Regions from separate parts of the Zea mays genome. Here region 2 is linked to region 1. The links are chromatin contacts, called in public Hi-C maps. All regions are on one chromosome and are shown on one strand. Each heading gives the region's core, a stretch centred on a gene start, on an enhancer-like site or on the middle of the called end of the contact. The rest is flanking DNA. Distances are from core to core; before and after follow the strand shown. Region 1 overlaps LOC103632082 (tRNA ligase 1). Region 2 holds the start of LOC100191940.

Region 1 (2,784 bases), core at 33-2,532:
TCACCCACACGACTTGGGATGGTTTCAGACGTTATTAGAAAATATACTAAAGACAAAAAAGGATGTCTAGCATGCGATATTATTAGATGTTTGGTTTTAAGAATCACTCAATCCAAGATAAGATGACGCATCATGAGCCTATTTCTCAAATTTTTCTCAAATTTAGTGGGATAACCCTCATTTCTTATATTAGTATTAACTAACTAAATATGAAAAATGAGGTGGTGATGGATCAACTCAATCTATTCCGCAAATAAACAAAAAAGTGAGAAATAAGATGGTGGACTAGATTATTCCTTAAACCAAACACCCTATATATTTCCAATCCCGTTGATTAGAGACGGGGCAGCAAGCCAACCAGTGAAGCCAGCCGTCAGCCGGAGAGGAAGTCATGTTGAAAAATGGGTGGGAGCAGCAGAGCCACGAAAAAGTGTACCGCGGATACGTGTTCAGCACTGTCCTAATCCTTCAGCTTCATTATTCAAAATTGATTCTGTTTTCCACTCACCAGCATTATGTTAGCCAGTCAACGAAGCATTCGGTGTTGCAACTTTGTAATAAGTACACAAAATAAAGGTAACATACCACCAACACGAACTTTATTTCTGGTCAACTGTCCTGTCAAACGGCCTCTGGAAATTCAAAAATACACTAGAAAGTAGAATGATGTGCTTGCTATACAGATAATTATCTCCTCTAGTGCTAAGTGCTGGCTTAAAAAATCGATGGTATCTTGCACTTATTGGAAAACATGGAAGTAGAAATGCAGCAGTCCAGGTCAGTCCTATAGTATCAAAAATTTATGTGGTGTAAGACTCGACGATTGTCTTGTCCACAATCAGCTAATAACGTAAGGCCCGCAGCAGCAAATTATTCTTTATTCCACCTTCACCTCTGCACATCCGTATCCTAAAACCGAGGAGACAAATCAGTAGAAGTCCACCACCCCCGATATGGTGATGGGAGGGTCAATCGGCACCCGTTCTGCTTTTCCTTCTGAAGCCAGCTGCGGCAGCATGTTTGCCTCCTTTGGAGTGACGCCTGGAGCCGTCCACAGAGTGGCATGTGGCCACTCGTTCCTGGAATTGATCGGCTCATCGTTTACTGCTCCCAGCTGTGCCTCGAGAGCGGCCATCTTGTCAGTGTAGTACAATGCGTTGAATGACACGGGGACTTCCTGGTGCTGGTAGATGCCATAGCTTGCGACAGCAGACACACCATGGCCTCGTTTGTGGGCAAGGGTGACGTGAACCTTCGTTAGGTTGTCCTCCAGTCTTATCTTGTTCACAAAACTGTCGACAGCCGTGTCCTTCTCTGCCACCTGTTATAGTAACGCAGCATAGGACAAGTGTCAGATTGCAACATCGTCACTGCAATGACAACCTACCATGAGTCCTTCACAGCAACATACAGAACAATGTTTTCTCAGCGCAGCTGAGCATATACACTTCTTACCTTACGGAGAAGGCCCAATATATCAGGCGGGGTTAATCGAACAGCAGCAAACATGATATTTCCAAACTTCCGCTTCCCAGTATCAGGTGTTTTGAGATCACCCTTTGCAACAGCTTTTAACTGTTCCAGTACTGCTTTCACAGCATAGTCAAAAGGAACCTAGAAAAAAAAGTATAGATACCATCAGAACTGCATCATGATTTCTGGGTGCTTAAGTTGCACCATTATAACAGACCCTTGTGGTGTAAGTGTACAGGATTAAGATCAGTGCATAGTAGACCAATGAAAGACCTGATTAAGCACATCACATGAAAATGAAAATGCTACTGCTACACCATATTAACATTAGTATGGTGCTCCCTTTCCCACATAAGGTTGAGCCAATTTAGACTACTGATCTACCAGTAACTTATCTTGGCCTAAGCAAACAATTCTTTTAATGTTATTTAATTCATAACATTGGTGGACGGACTTTTTTTTCTCTAACACGCAAGAGAGGTGGATGGAGGACTTGTATGGCATAATCTAGCAACCTCCAAGTTCTTATTGGAGTCCTCATATATAAAGTGTAAAAGAAATTACTACAGCAAACTACTTAGTTATCGTAGATTTGTAGTAGACCCACATGTTAAAATGTGTATAAACATTCAGCAACCATTATAATCTCGAATAATAAATGAAATATGGTTACCTGAATTGAGTTAAGATGATCAGCATTCCCAAACAAGGTCGCACGCAACCTTTGTTCCCATTGTGCCCATTCTTTAGCGTATGAACCTTTTGATGGCTCTGCTCTGATTTGACATCGTTTTGCAAAACATCAGGCAATGTATATAGACATGTGAAAACCACTAGTTATGTCAACATCATCAGATGAAGTAATACTGCTACAAGTGTGGTTAACTGTTTCTACAGAAAAGGGGATTTGGAGAACATTCTTCTCTATACAAGTGTGATTGAAGATTGGACAAAAGTATTCCCTCGACGACATAAATATGAAGTAATACTATGTATAAAATAAGGGTTATACTGCTAGTCTGCTTGTTTTTGAGGAATGTTAATCTGCTATTGAACAAAGGCATTCGACCCTATACAACCAGAGTGTTGTTTACTGTTCACAACGTGCTAAAAAGGGGGTTTTAATATTAATATGCATTTCAGTTTCATACCTTCCATGCCTGCTCCGATGCATCTTGAACAAGCTAATCCCCTCATCTAAGATGGCTTTCACCGCATCAGGCAATGGCGCTCTGAAATCAGGAGCAAACAGTACTAGTAACATCAGCGTGATTTTATTTTTCTTGCACAATACTGAAGGGGGTCATTTTC
Region 2 (2,801 bases), core at 260-2,759, 90 kb before region 1:
TGGTTCTTGCGAGGACTAAGGGGGAGCGATACCCTTGCGCGGGTGCTCCAACGAGGACTAGTGGAGAGTGCCGACTCTTCGATACCTCGGGAAAAAATTGGAGTCTTCTAAACCTTGCTTTACATTCCACACTTAATTCAAGCACTTTACATTGTGTATTTGTTTAGCAAGTATTTGAAGTATTGTCTAAGGCATTATTGTATTTCTAGTATTATTATCTTAGTGCTAGTTGTTGGGGTGAAGTTGGGCTCTTGTTTAGCTCTTGCTTAGTTTTTAATTAGTGTTGATTTTTAGAAAAAACCCAATTCACCCCCTCTTGGGCATCGTGATCCTTTCATTACGTTATCTAAAAAATGGGGTGGATGAGCTCTTTGGATTTCTTGAATTAAAATATACCAGGAAATATATACTATACTTAAAGCATCGATTTCAACGGTCGTCTCGCGTAATTTTTTTACAAATAACCTCTCACAACTATTTTAAATTAACCCGATATACTTTTATAGATGGCTAAACGGTGGCCCGGCACGAGCCAGACGCCCGCGGGCCACAACTCTGGCCTAGTCACGTCATGCTGACTTGCTGACTGTGCCGGATCAGCCCGTTAACCCGTCGGCCCATTTGATTAAATCAGCGTAAAATGTTAAAGGTCCGGCACGGGTCAGACGCCCGCGGGCCACAACTCTGGCCCAGGCACGTCATGCCGACATGCTGACTAACCAGTAGAACATCATGCTTAGATGTCTCTAATATTGAATATAAATTGTATATATGTATATACGTTTTTTTAAAATAAAAATATATATAATCGTGTCAGGCCGAGGCTACAGCCCAAGCACGGCATGACGTTATTGGCTCTTGCAAGCATTAGGTCGTTTCTGAGACTACATTGGCGGAATGGACTCAATGGTGTTTAAGGTTGCTGAATTGGATGGAACAACAATGATTTGTCACACTAACAGTAAAATGAAAGGTTATTTGTTGGTTTTAAACGTTAGTAATTGCTACGAAGTAGCATAATTTGTATGGAGCGCATCCAGTTTTTATTGATGACTGACTTTAGCAATCACTCCATATTTTGATTTATCTTCTTTATAAGTTTGAGTTCATGTGAATTACTCACAAACTTTCTCTTATTTGGTCTCTGTATGGTGGAATTATGTCATTTTATAATCTATGTTCGTTCAGTCAGTCGTTGTGAACTCTCTTTTAATCGCTCACTTCATTGGTCATGTTGTACCAAGACATATTGGATGGAGTAAACAATAACATCAGTTAGCCAAATCAAAAAAATATTATACGGAGAGCGGAGACAATCAATAAAAAATCTTGAAGTTTTTTTTATTGATAGTTTACATGTGTATTGTTGTAAGCCGTCGCAACGCACGAGCAACCGACTGGTGCCTCCTAAATTTCGAGGGAATATTGCAATAACAAAAGGTATATAATATGTGTTGCACGGCACATTCCAAAAGGTGGCAATTTGAACTGTTCCAAGCTTCCGAGCAATTTCTTCCCTGAAACGTAGCCAAACCTGCCTTGCCCTCTGCTTGCTAGTCCATCTCTTCTCTCTTCTCCATCCATGTAGATAAATAGACGCCAAGCGCTCTCGGCACCGGAGCAGGCCGGCGGGTTCAGTGGCCCCTGCAAGTGCAAGCTAAGGCTCACAGCATCCGTTCGGTTCCGGCTCCGAGGGACTCGCTCCCGTCGGGGACGGATATATATCCATCATGGAGGCGGCGGCGGCATCTTCTCTGTGGGGCGGCCTCAACTCCGGCATCATGCTGAGCCTCCTGGCCGTGGTGTGGGCCATGCTGTGGCAGGCGCTGCAGGGCCTCCAGCTGCAGCAGTACTTCGGGCGCCACTCCCGCCGCCTGTCGCGCCGCCTCGCGTCCATCCTGGACCCGGACCTCACCGTCACCGTCGCCGAGTACGACGGCGGGCGCATGCGCCGCAGCGACGCGTTCAAGGAGGCCAAGGCGTACCTGGAGCGCGCCACGCGGGAGGCCCGCGGCGGGGTGCGCCACCTCAAGGCCGAGCCCGACAAGGACCCCGACCGCCTCCTGCTCAGCATGGACGACGACGAGGAGATCACCGACGAGTTCAGGGGCGCCACCGTCACGTGGCGGGCCTGCACGGCGCCGCCGCGCGAGGACAGCGCGCCGGCCTACTTCTGGGGCCGCGCCCCGCGCGCCGACCGCAGGTTCTACCGCCTCTTCTTCGCCGAGCGCCACCGGGACCTCGTCCTGGGAGACTACCTCACCCACGTCCGCCGCGAGGGGCGCGCCGTCATGGTCAAGAACCGCCAGCGCAAGCTCTTCACCAACATCTCCGGCGACGGCTCCTGGGACTCGGACGGGTAAATACATATAATCTTCTAGCTAGTACTGGCACTAGGCACTAGGCAGGCAGATCTCGGAGCTGATTTTTGATGCGCCAGCTTGTGGTCCGACAGTGTTTGGAGCCACGTGGTGTTCGAGCACCCCAAGACGTTCGCGACGCTGGCCATGGACCCGGACAAGAAGAAGGAGGTGATGGACGACCTGGACGCGTTCCGCAACGGCAAGGACTACTACGCGCGCGTCGGCAAGGCGTGGAAGCGCGGCTACCTCCTGTACGGGCCGCCGGGGACCGGCAAGTCCACCATGATCGCCGCCATGGCCAACCACCTCGACTACGACGTGTACGACATCGAGCTCACGTCCGTGCGCACCAACACCGACCTTCGCAAGCTCTTCATCGAGACCACCAGCAAGTCCATCATCGTCGTCGAGGACATCGACTGCTCGCTCGACCTCACT

Evidence for each region. A called contact is a pair of places that touch in the nucleus more often than the background predicts.
Region 2: a contact with region 1 is called in a Hi-C map of leaf, with 7 times the contacts expected there. The contact joins the promoter of LOC100191940 here to the enhancer-like site in region 1. A contact is called at or near these places in 6 of 25 Hi-C or Micro-C datasets (bundle sheath, ear, endosperm and 2 more).

What each region holds. Positions count from the first base shown.
Region 1 is chr7:15,302,754-15,305,537 of Zm-B73-REFERENCE-NAM-5.0, reverse strand. It overlaps LOC103632082 (tRNA ligase 1), which reads right to left. Exons shown (of 27, transcript XM_008653934.3): 24 at 2,625-2,705; 25 at 2,147-2,249; 26 at 1,456-1,614; 27 at 572-1,321. The coding sequence ends at 929. Among protein-coding and RNA genes, the nearest start is that of LOC103632083, 23 kb to the right of the region's middle. Within about 2 kb of position 1,282, at least 14 of the 20 cell types and tissues checked have an H3K27ac peak or open chromatin away from gene starts, as enhancers often do. A contact at or near this core is called in ear and leaf, where this site is marked.
Region 2 is chr7:15,392,734-15,395,534 of Zm-B73-REFERENCE-NAM-5.0, reverse strand. LOC100191940 reads left to right here and starts at 1,509. Exons shown (of 2, transcript NM_001371776.1): 1 at 1,509-2,359; 2 at 2,456-2,801. The coding sequence starts at 1,731.